Linked DNA regions of Mus musculus: regions 2, 3 and 4 are each linked to region 1. The links are chromatin contacts, called in public Hi-C and HiChIP or PLAC-seq maps. All regions are on one chromosome and are shown on one strand. Each heading gives the region's core, a stretch centred on a gene start, on an enhancer-like site or on the middle of the called end of the contact. The rest is flanking DNA. Distances are from core to core; before and after follow the strand shown.

Region 1 (2,634 bases), core at 74-2,573:
AACCCTTTCCTAAGTTCCGCTGACATGCCTCAACGTGCCCCCCGCCCCCGACCCCGACCAGCGACAGCAGCTCAGTGTGGTCACTCCTAAACCAAAGGTGCTAAGAAACTTCGAGGTGATTTTGAACTTGGAGGTATCCCTCCCCACCTCTCCTTCCCTCTTTAAGGGACTCACGGAAGGAAGCCCTACCAGTGGGGTTTTAGTGATGAGAGAGACCCTCGGTAGTGGTCTCTTCAGCTCAGTCGCCACTAAGAAGACACTAGACACACTCTGGGGAACTAGCTACCTGCCCATGGGCAAGCCGAAAGACGAGTGTCCCGAAGTTTTCAGAAGCCCACTAGCTCACTGATCAAAGCCACTGCACTTAAAGGGCCTTAGCAGGGTACCCATTACTCTGGACAGAGCCACGAGGTGAGGTGAGGGTTTAGCCGAGTGGGTCATTCACAAGAACACTCCCATGGGAAGTCCCAGCTGCTAAGGGCTCGCTAAGGGGAGCGGCGTGTTTAGAACAACACTGGATGATCTTCAGTGTCTCCCAGGAGAAAGGAAAAGCCACCGCCCTGGCAGCCTGGGCCTGCTAGGGACCTGTGCTCCCCACTCCAAGAGCGCGCAGCCCAGGAAGCTGCCCGGGTGACAGTGCTCCGCGCCGGGCGAGAAGCGGCGCCTCCTCCCTCCACCCCGAAACACTCGAGTGACAGGTTCCGACAAGTGGGAGGCAGCAAGTGGAAATATTCGCAACAGCCGCGCAAAGTTACTCCCGCCCGGGGGTGGGGGGGAAGCGGCAGGAAAGTAAGGCGACGAGGGGCCAGGGGGGGACCTGGAGCGGGACTGGGCACGCCTGGACACAGCAGCTGCGTCCGGAGGTTGGGACGGGACTCCCACCGGGCCCCGGCATCCCCTGGCCACGGGACCCAACTTTCTCCTCCCAGGGCTGGGGAGAGCGAAGGGGCCCGGGGAGCCCGGCGGGCGCACTCACCTGCGGCGCTCTGCGCTCCGGCGCCGGGCAACGGCGGCCGCTGCAGCCCCAGGAGCAGGAGCCGGAGCAGGCAGAGGGCGAGCCCGCCAAGGCTCCCCATCCGGGCGGCAAGCGGCTCAGCCCCTTCCCGAGGGCGCCGGGGCCGGGACTCGGGCGGGCGCGGGGCGGCCCCGCATCGCCAGCGCGGCTGCAGGCAGTGCGCGCCGCTGGGCTCCCGGGGCTGGCTCCTCTCCGGCTGCGGGAGCCGGCGCCGCTGCGCTCCGAGCCCAGGCGCGGCGCGAACTGAGGCGCGAGGCTGGGCGGGGGCGGGACGCGGGGGCCGGGGGGCGGTGTCCCCAGAGTCCTAACGCCGCCGCCGTCGCCGCCGCCCGCCCGGGCGCTCCGCCTCGGCCACGCACACACACCCTCGCGCGCACGCCCGCCCGCGCCTGGCACACGCCCGCGGCTGCCACTCGCGGGCTCCCCCACGCACCCTCTCCCGGGCTGGCCGGCTCGGGGCCGCTCGCGCACTCAAGCGCGTACACACATCGCTCTTGCACACACAGGATCTGCGGGGTATTCGCCTCTTCGCCCCGCGCCACACCACCCAGCTGAGCATCGCTTTCAGGCTACCCTGCGGGGGCGCAGGTACGAGGCGATGGGGGGAGGAGAGAAACCTGGAACAGCCTTTGAAGTAAGGGTGGGAGAACAGGTGACTGGGGGGGGGGGGGGCAGTGCGAGCAGGCAGGGGGAGGGAGAGGCCCGATCAACTCCGGACGCTACAGGGCTGTGAATTGCGGGAGGGGGATGCTTCGCAAAGCTGGGGACAGCTGTTGAAGGGTCTCCTGCACACCCTAAAATTCTCTCGTATATTCATATTCTCCCTTTCTCTTTCTTTCTCTCTCCCTTTCCCTCCCTCTTTCCTCATCCCCTATCATCTAGTCAGCAGTCCAGCACAGCCGACCTTAATCACAACACATCTCTTTCTCTTGTCCCTAACCCCGCCCTACACACACAGGTGTGGGAATCTCTCCCCCTTCTCTAGCTGCCTCCCCTGTTCTCCCTTTCAGAGAGAAATGGAGCTTTCCCCCTTTTGCTTCCTGGTCTGAACAAAGACCTGGCTGGGGCTGAAGGCCTAAAGACATAGATCACTGGGCAGTGCCTGCCACAGCCCACAGGCCTGCCACCAGGGGAGGGATGTGAGCCTTGTATATAAAGGCCTTCGATAAGGACACCCAAAGATGCTGAAGGGATTCCTACTTTGTAAACACTTTACTGCCTGCCCAAAGCCCTCCTTCGGTTTAACAAAGTGTTTCCCCCTCCCCATTCCACTCCCTTGTTGGAGTCCCAAAGGACTGAACCGGACAGACAGACCATTAGGAGTCATATGGAAGTCAAACACAGCCAGCATCTCCAAAAGTGGGGCACCAGGGGCTCTGGGTTGGAGTTGCTTTGGCAGAGCCTCACTGGTACCCCAGCTCTGCCGAGGTGGACGTTTTTTATTGAACACCAGCCCATTTATTTCTCTCAGCCCACACTTGTAATTCCAGGCAAATGCTTCCACCTGGCTCTGAACGACCTCCCTCCACCTCCACAGCCTCCACTTTTCTCAAGATAAACACAGGGGCCAGCCCATTGCATGGCCAAGCACCTCCCACACTTCCCTGGTCAAAGCACTC
Region 2 (2,634 bases), core at 100-2,599, 860 kb before region 1:
GCTGTGAACAGAACCCTGGTTCTCTGCAAGAGTTGCACCAGCAGCTCACGTTCTGCCCTTACCTTCAGATTAGTTTTAAGCAAACCTCGCCCAGATGTTTCCCGTTATGGCACTTCAGTTAACTTTCCTATTGTTCCTGATCAACTTATGTAGCTCTTAAATTTTCTTTTCATGTGTAAAGCATTATATGTATGTGTATGGCTGTGTGTGGGTGTGTGCACTTGAGTGCAGGTGCCCATAGATGATATATGTGTACATCTGTGTGTGTGTGTGTGTGCATGTGAGTGCAGGTGCCCATGGATGGTGTATGTGTATATCTGTGTGTGTGTGTGTACATGTGAGTGCAGGTGCCCATGGATGGGGTATGTGTACATCTGTGTGTGTGTGTGTACATGTGAGTGCAGGTGCCCATGGATGGTGTATGTGTACATCTGTGTGTGTGTGTGTGTGTGTACATGTGAGTGCAGGTGCCCATGGATGGTGTATGTGTATATCTGTGTGTGTGTGTGTACATGTGAGTGCAGGTGCCCATGGATGGGGTATGTGTACATCTGTGTGTGTGTGTGTGTGTACATGTGAGTGCAGGTGCCCATGGATGGGGTATGTGTATATCTGTGTGTGTGTGTGTACATGTGAGTGCAGGTGCCCATGGATGGGGTATGTGTACATCTGTGTGTGTGTGTGTACATGTGAGTGCAGGTGCCCATGGATGGGGTATGTGTACATCTGTGTGTGGGCGTGTACATGTGAGTGCAGGTGCCCATGGATGGGGTATGTGTACATCTGTGTGTGGGCGTGTACATGTGAGTGCAGATGCCTGTGGATGACAGAGGTGGCTGATCCCTCTGGATTTGGAGTTACACTCAGTTGTGTCCTGTCTGCTATGGATGCTGGTAATCTGAATGTAGTTCTTTGCATGAACAGTTGGTACTTTACCACGGAGCCATCCCTCCAGTTCTCTTTCTTATTTTCTATTAGAGGTTAAAGTAAAAATGTTGGCCATTTTTTTTCTTGTAATCAGTTTCCTTAACTTTCCTGTTTCATAAGGTTATACTATAATCATACTAACACGGGTTTCTTTCTACTTCTTCACAAGCCTAGCCTTCTCCCTTCTTTGAGCCGTCCCTTGGTACAGCATCACAGAACTCTCTCCTGCTACTCACCTCTGCACTGTCCTTGAATGTGGTCCTCCTCTTTGCTTGATTTGCAGACACCACAGTGATGCTGAAGTTTCCAAGTGCAAACCTCTGCTCAGACGCCTCTCCGGCACCACAGACGTTTAGAGCTTAAATAGCCCCTGTGGTAGGAGGTGAACATGGCAACCACTCTCTTCTCTCCATCCTGGCAGCAACAGCCCCAGTCTCCATCTCTCCAGATGGCAGACAGTTCAAAATAGAACACGCTCACTCTTCGTGTTCCATCGACTGCTCCATTTAAAATACTCTCCTCCAAACACCTGTTTTTTCCCCCTCCTTGATTTGAGACTGAGTAATACAATCCAAAATCCCAACACCAGAGCCAGTTCTTGGTAAGCTGGATTGCTGGGCAGCAGAGTGAGGGTAGAGGCTGGCAGGGCTGGTTTATAATGGGAACTCAGCAGTGTAGCTAGGCTGAGACCAAGTGAATGCACCCCATCTATATTATTCAAGTGTTGCCTTTTTTCCCCTGGTGTTTTCCTGTAAAATTGTTCTTTCCTTAAAGAGATAAACTTTAGTACATATATCCAAGTTATGTACGCTGCTATAGATGGGCGATAGATAGTAAGATAAGGAGAGATGCACAGAAATTACCATAGCAAAGCGAAATCAACATATCCATAGTTTCACATACTTTGCCTTTCTGCTTTTTTGCTTTTGTAATAAGACTGAATTATCTGTCTGCCTGTTGTTCTTTGGTTCGACACAGGACTGACCCATCTCCTTTGGTGGTTCCACATATCTCTAATTAAAATGGTATATTCCTTTAGTGCCATAGTTAGACTGTGGGAAGAAAATACAACAGCATGCATCCTCTTATTTCTTATTTCCACTGCTGCTTCTTTTATCTGGCTTCTCATGTTCCCTAATCCAGTGTGATACATTCCCAGCATGCTTTTGGGCACAGATACAAGCAGTGTTAGTTACTTACAGAGTTAAATCTTCTTACAGGTTATATGAAATACCTCTCATCTCTACCAAATGCTCCCTGCAAATCAGGGCACACAGAACTCCTCATATTTAGTCCCTAGCAAAGGTGGCCAGGAGAACCGGGGGGACCTGAACAAAACAAACACGGCTTAGAGAATGATTGTAATTGCTGTCTCTCATCTACCTCCATGTGAACTGGGACTTACAAACTCCTCAGGCTGCCCCATGCTAATAAATCCTCCAAATTTTCATTTCTTCTTCCTAATTGGACACAATCATATGCTGGTGTCTGAGAATCAGATGGTAATGATTCCAATTTTGCTCGCTGTAGCTCCACGGACCAGCAAAACCCTTCTGTGATTGTTCCGTGTGCTCTCACTCCGGGCTTTGCTGTTATTAAAGGAATCCTGGAGGAAATTTGGCAATAGTTTTCTGTTTTTTTTCCCCCAGTAAAGTTTCTTCATTCTTTAAAAGTTGGTTGGGTCTCCAATTTTCACTGCAACTAATC
Region 3 (2,634 bases), core at 100-2,599, 800 kb before region 1:
TAAGTCCACATATTTCTGGAGCCCACAAAAGATCCTTATTTTGATGTGCATATGACTAGAATGATGGATCCTAATAAACTCTTCCAGGATAAGCCAGGCATTCAAACAACTTTGGGAAAATTACAGTCTAAACACAGGATATCCTGAGGCTCAAACCAGTTTTGGAGAATATTGGAAAGAGGCTGATTTTCCTCTCATGACCAGATTGTTCCAAAATATTGCTGTGAGCTGGGCAGCATGGGATATATTTACTGACTCATTTTGCACAAGTATTGCAACAATATGAGTTAAATGCAATTCTCTAGGTTCTAGTCACCATTAACATCACTTTTCACCTAGGAAAATATATTGTGTCTTTCCAAATCTGACTTATAAGATGACTCTGGCAATATCACCTTTGGTAAAGTGAGGATAGCCTATAACTGGGTTGCCTTAGCAACAAATAGGATTGAACATTAACAATTGAATCCAGATGGTCATTACAGACAGTCAAGAAAACAGTCCCTGCTCACTTTGGAATGTGTCCACCATCCAGTTGCATATCAACCTACAATGGGGTCTGAAAGTATGTCATGTCTCTATCTTTAGTCAGAGTCATATCTACAGCATATCTTGGGTTGGACTCTATGCTCTCTTTATTAATGAGACTACAGGGCAGAGTACAACAGATCGCTGGCATCTTAGCAAAATGCTGGACTTTGATTTGCATATATCACTCCAACCATATGGGACTCATATATGGCTTCCCTCTCCCTAGTAAGAATGGATCTAGACGGAAACACATGACTGATTGGTTGATTCATTTATTCAAGTTTTTTTTTTAATCAGAGTCCCCTTTTCCTGGTCCTGTGCAAGATTCTAAGGCTACAATTGTGACTGCTACAATTTCTGCCTTCAAGGTGTTCTGCCAGAAGAGCAGATGGTATTTAAATCCCTGCTGTGTTTGAGAAGGATTTCAGAAAGATATTCACAAGATGAGAAGCCAGATAATGACAGGACTACCCCTTTCAGAGTGAGTTCAAAAATACAACATCAAGGGACCAAATATTATTGGATAAGGGATACTGGAAAAGGCAGAAAGAATGTAGAAGAGGGTATCTCTATAAAGAAATGGTGATTGCAAGGGCCAAAACTAGATTTTTACGGTGTATTAAGGGTACGACAAGGATGCTGACATGATCAAGGATGGGAACAGAAGAAGGTGCCTGGAAAGTCACACTAGTCAAGCCCAAGAGAGAAGAAAACCATGAAGGGATTTTGAGCAGGTAGAGTTGGTAGCACTATGCTGGGCTATTTCTGTAGTTGAGGCAAGGCTTAACAGATGAAGCTATAAGGGGTATTTGGTAAGGAGGTGGATGTGGGATGTGAGGGAGATGGCGAAGCTTAAGATACCTCACCACCACCACTTTCTGGCTCAGAAGCATAGTATCTACTTTTTATCAGGACAGGAATCTAAGAGCAGAAGTTTAGAAAAGCAGATTGGCTGACTCACATTTCAGCTTAGAATAACTCAAATATAAATGTTAAAATACTAAGTAAATTAACCTTTATTTAAAAACATTATCAGGCTTGGCATTTTAATGTATCATAGGTTTAATTTCCCAGGAACTTAATGATTTCTTCCTCTATCTCCCCATCCTGAATACCATCACTTCCGAACGCTCCCTGATAGTTCAGCAGAACCAAGCCAACACTTGGTGTAAACCCTGGCAGGGTGGTAAGAAGCCTGGGAAGGGGGAAAAGTGGTAAGAGTGTAATATTTATACAGCGAGAAGTTGTTTTTGAAATGTTTCTCCCAATCCGTTTTACTATAGTAGAGATCACGTAAAGAGAATCTATTATTTCTACACTCTGTTTTGTAGGTAAGAGAACCATCTGCATACACGCACACACATAGATAATACAAAGGCAGCAATGAGAGTCAGCTGGATCAAATACCACACAGGAACATAGACAAGTCTCACCAAACCCTAACCCTTTAAACAATAGCAGTGAGTACTACTATTGTAGTGCTCACACGCTATAACGCTCATGCCCAGCACTGTCTTAAAGGAGAGTGGCTGAGGGGGCCAGGCAGCACGCTGTCAGTGTCAAAGCTGGTGAACACACGTTTTGTCTTGGGATAGCCATATCCTTTGTGATGTCTGGTGATCTCACTCCAAACAGGCTAAGAACAATTACAAGAGGATGGGATGCAGAATGTTACAGTAGTCCAGGTAAAGTAGACATAGCATAGGAGCCAGAGAAAAGAGGACTGGACTAGGGACTGAATGAAACAGGGTAACAGAGAAGGCAGAGGGAGCATGAAGGGGACAGAAAGAAAGGTGAGGTCGACGTCTCAGTTTCTCAGGTTAGTGCTGCTTTTCCCACAGCCTCCCTGATTTGAGACTTGGGATTCATCCCATGCTTTCCAGCAAATCTTTCTCTCTTGATTAAGCCAGGTGGATGGGTTTCTATTATTTGGAACCATCCATGCCTGGGACAAAACAGATGAGGGTCTGTTTTCAGCTAATTGGGCCCAAGAGGCTGGAGACAAGCAGGCAACCAACATATTTGTGAGAAATGCAGAGATTTACATGCTCATTTTCAGAAAGATGTCCCGTTTGCCTCTGGAAGATAAAGCATTACAAACAG
Region 4 (2,634 bases), core at 41-2,540, 700 kb before region 1:
AGAAGGAAATGGGGGAGGGGGTAGAAAAGAGGAGAGACCAAAGTGTTTGGATTATATAAGGAGAGCCTCTGAGCTAAGAGCAGCCCAGCCCCTGGGCTGAAAAGTTTGAGGTTGGGCTTGGGCAGTGCCAGGTAGGGACTGAGGGATGCTGGGAGAATCTGGAGGAAAGATCTGCTTTGGCATGTAAAATATGCCCCTCAGCCCCTTGTTGTGAGTCTGAAACCTAACAGCTATCTCCTCTTCAACTGGACTCATATCTCATAACATTTTCCTCCACTGAGGTAATGAACAATGCTCCATAGTATCTCGCATAATCCCTAAAAATCTATCTTCCCTGGCTTGAGAAAGAAGGGAAGATACTGTTTGATGTCAAGGTTTCTTAGAGGCCAGGGACTCCATGGATTGATGGTATAATTTCCATTACACACAGGGAAGAAAGAAGAGAGGAGACAGCTGCCCTGAGTCCAGTGTAAGGTTACAGAATGAACTAATACATTTTATTCTGACCTTGAGCTCCAGGGACCTATGCTTTCTCCTACTGGGATCCTCAGAGTCCATGCAAAGCATCTCACAAGGTTCCATCAGCATCACTTTTTGAACTTCACAGGGTGAGCACTGTGTCCATGACACTAGAGGCTAACCCAAGTGCCATTTTAAAAGCCTGGGGCATTAGAAAAAGTGAGATCTTTGAAAACAGAGAGAATGGTATTTATATCCCAGATCCCAAGGTCTGAATGAGTTGCTCAGGCTTGGCTAGGTACAGTACAGGCAAGGTTATGCTCCACTAAAAGTATACCCTTGCATCTGTAGTCTCCAACAGCAAGTGTTACATGTCCACGGGCAGGTTAAAATACAGCTCTACCAATCCTAATTACATGAGACTCAAGCTGATGAAACAGATTGCAGAGAAAATGGTGATACTCGAACTAGCCCCTGCGGCTCTCACTCTGTGAGACGTGTGTCAATTATACTCTCATTGGTACATCTGACCCAAGATGACAGAGGGGCTGAGCCATCTGGGGAAAGGAACAACAGTATTCCAAATGTGTGATTATCTCACTAAAATACTTATCGTTTTGGAGCCTACAGCTTCTCTGTAAGGCAGGTCAGGGAGAAGGATGAAATAGAAAAAATTAGACCATATGTCTTAATGCATGAAGAATCCAGCATGAGATCTGGCCAACAACTGAGGCTTGACAAACATGATCCCCACTGATTGCATTGGGTTCCTGCCCCTGCAGACAGGAGAATAGAAATTGGTAAGAGAATGCCAGGGGCCTGGTTTTCTACTAAGAAGACAATGAAAATGAGTTGGAACAGTAGCCAGAGGGCAGGAGTCCAGGGTTGGCAGCCAGGCCCAGGGATCACACAGAATTTCATTTCATTACTCTCCTTTTTTTTTTTTTTTTTTTTTTTTTTTGCATAAAATAGCTAACTCGCTAGAAAACCAGGTTGAATAGGAAGTTCACAAAGGGATCATTTAGGCAGCCAGATCTGTCTGAGGTTGATCAGTGGTGGGCATCTTGATGCGGGCTGGCACTTTCATTAGCATATTTACTCATGCTTTTATCTTGAATCATCAAATGGCTTAATAGTGTGCATTGTATTCCCAGGCTTGAAATAACAATGGCTGTGTGGCTGTATGATAGATGTTTTTAATAAAATCAATAATTACCCTCTGTGTGTTTGTGTGTGTGTGTGTGTGTGTATGTGTGTGTGTGTGTGTGTTTTATAATCTTCCCATTTCCTTTTAATTGTGGCTTTTTAAGTATGAGGAAGTAAAAAAAAAAAACCCAAGACTAAGGTAGAATTCTCAAAATACCACTTTTTTTTTTTTGTCAGAATTTGCTTTAGGAACATCTGCCAAATAGAAAGGTGGGTCCTAGAGTCTGATTCTAGTGAAAACTTCGTGTAAGAACATTATCAGAGGCAGAGGAAAGAGGGCTGGCCTCACAGTCACTCCAAGGAGGGCTTGAACTCAAGCTGTGTGAGAAGGCTGGCAACAGAGTTCTTGAGCTGAATGTCTAATTTGCAAAATGGCCCAGCAGGATCCTTCATGAATCTGAAGAACAGAAACACACTTATAAGGTAATTTTACCTACCAGCCGTTCCTGGGCACCAGGAACCATTGTGAGTGATTTTACAAGTAGAGATTAACTCATTTAACCTTCCATGGCAATTAACCAGGTTAGGTACTTTGAATGTCTCCAGCTGATGCTAAGGAAAGTATGGGATAGAGAAAAAGAGAGATTAAGCAACCTGTCTATCATTCCAACAGATACTATGTGGCAGAGCTGGAGTCAGAACCCAAACCAGCTGCCTAGAACACTGTATGTGCCAAGCCGCTCCATACAGGTGTGTTGTTGTTGCTTTGATTATTGGTCTCATGAGCCCATTTCTACTTATCAGACCAGGCTGGTGCACATTTTATGCCTGTCCCTTACATATATCCTTTTACTTAATTTGTTTCTAGTCAAACTGCCTTGTGGGGGTGCTGTTCCACACATTCATTTCTCAATGTCTGGGAAGAACTGCCCTTTAATTATGTTTATGGTATGTCACTCTGGCAAATAGTTTGGGCTTAAAAAAAATAACTCAGATTCTCTCTAATTATATTGTTGAAGCAATTTTATT

What was found. A called contact is a pair of places that touch in the nucleus more often than the background predicts. HiChIP or PLAC-seq counts read pairs in DNA pulled down with a chosen protein or histone mark.
Region 2: a Hi-C map of cerebral cortex shows a contact between it and region 1, with 5 times the contacts expected there. The contact joins the enhancer-like site here to the promoter of Ptprt in region 1. A contact is called at or near these places in 4 of 39 promoter capture datasets (frontonasal cranial neural crest, hippocampal neurons, liver and 1 more), 4 of 484 Hi-C or Micro-C datasets (cerebral cortex, cortical neurons, forebrain and 1 more), 7 of 115 datasets of contacts at active chromatin or transcription factors (embryonic basal ganglia, embryonic forebrain, embryonic hindbrain and 4 more) and 1 of 9 other capture datasets (embryonic stem cells).
Region 3: a contact with region 1 is called in an H3K4me3 HiChIP or PLAC-seq map of forebrain, with 31 times the contacts expected there. The contact joins the enhancer-like site here to the promoter of Ptprt in region 1. A contact is called at or near these places in 11 of 39 promoter capture datasets (the 3T3-L1 cell line, HPC-7-derived erythroid cells, cranial neural crest and 6 more), 5 of 484 Hi-C or Micro-C datasets (the AML12 cell line, cerebellar granule neurons, cerebellum and 2 more), 3 of 115 datasets of contacts at active chromatin or transcription factors (embryonic forebrain, embryonic stem cells and forebrain) and 1 of 9 other capture datasets (adipose tissue).
Region 4: a Hi-C map of cerebellum shows a contact between it and region 1, with 2.2 times the contacts expected there. The contact joins the enhancer-like site here to the promoter of Ptprt in region 1. A contact is called at or near these places in 7 of 39 promoter capture datasets (the 3T3-L1 cell line, cranial neural crest, frontonasal cranial neural crest and 3 more), 3 of 484 Hi-C or Micro-C datasets (cerebellar granule neurons, cerebellum and cerebral cortex), 6 of 115 datasets of contacts at active chromatin or transcription factors (astrocytes, embryonic forebrain, embryonic midbrain and 3 more) and 1 of 9 other capture datasets (embryonic stem cells).

Annotation. Positions count from the first base shown.
Region 1 is chr2:162,659,824-162,662,457 of GRCm38.p6, forward strand. It overlaps Ptprt (protein tyrosine phosphatase, receptor type, T), which reads right to left and starts at 1,324. Exons shown (of 31, transcript NM_001291150.1): 1 at 977-1,324. The coding sequence starts at 1,076. It overlaps 9430021M05Rik (RIKEN cDNA 9430021M05 gene), which reads left to right and starts at 1,340. Exons shown (of 4, transcript NR_033569.1): 1 at 1,340-1,603; 2 at 1,898-1,973.
Region 2 is chr2:161,798,797-161,801,430 of GRCm38.p6, forward strand. All of the region lies in intron 11 of Ptprt (protein tyrosine phosphatase, receptor type, T), which reads right to left. Among named protein-coding and RNA genes, the nearest start is that of Gm35374, 410 kb to the left of the region's middle. Within about 2 kb of position 1,350, at least 17 of the 459 cell types and tissues checked have an H3K27ac peak or open chromatin away from gene starts, as enhancers often do. A contact at or near this core is called in cerebral cortex, cortical neurons and hippocampal neurons, where this site is marked.
Region 3 is chr2:161,857,637-161,860,270 of GRCm38.p6, forward strand. All of the region lies in intron 9 of Ptprt (protein tyrosine phosphatase, receptor type, T), which reads right to left. Among named protein-coding and RNA genes, the nearest start is that of Gm35374, 470 kb to the left of the region's middle. Within about 2 kb of position 1,350, at least 4 of the 459 cell types and tissues checked have an H3K27ac peak or open chromatin away from gene starts, as enhancers often do. A contact at or near this core is called in cerebellum and forebrain, where this site is marked.
Region 4 is chr2:161,960,416-161,963,049 of GRCm38.p6, forward strand. The region is part of intron 7 of Ptprt (protein tyrosine phosphatase, receptor type, T); the gene reads right to left. Among named protein-coding and RNA genes, the nearest start is that of Ptprtos, 430 kb to the right of the region's middle. Within about 2 kb of position 1,291, at least 9 of the 459 cell types and tissues checked have an H3K27ac peak or open chromatin away from gene starts, as enhancers often do. A contact at or near this core is called in cerebellum, where this site is marked.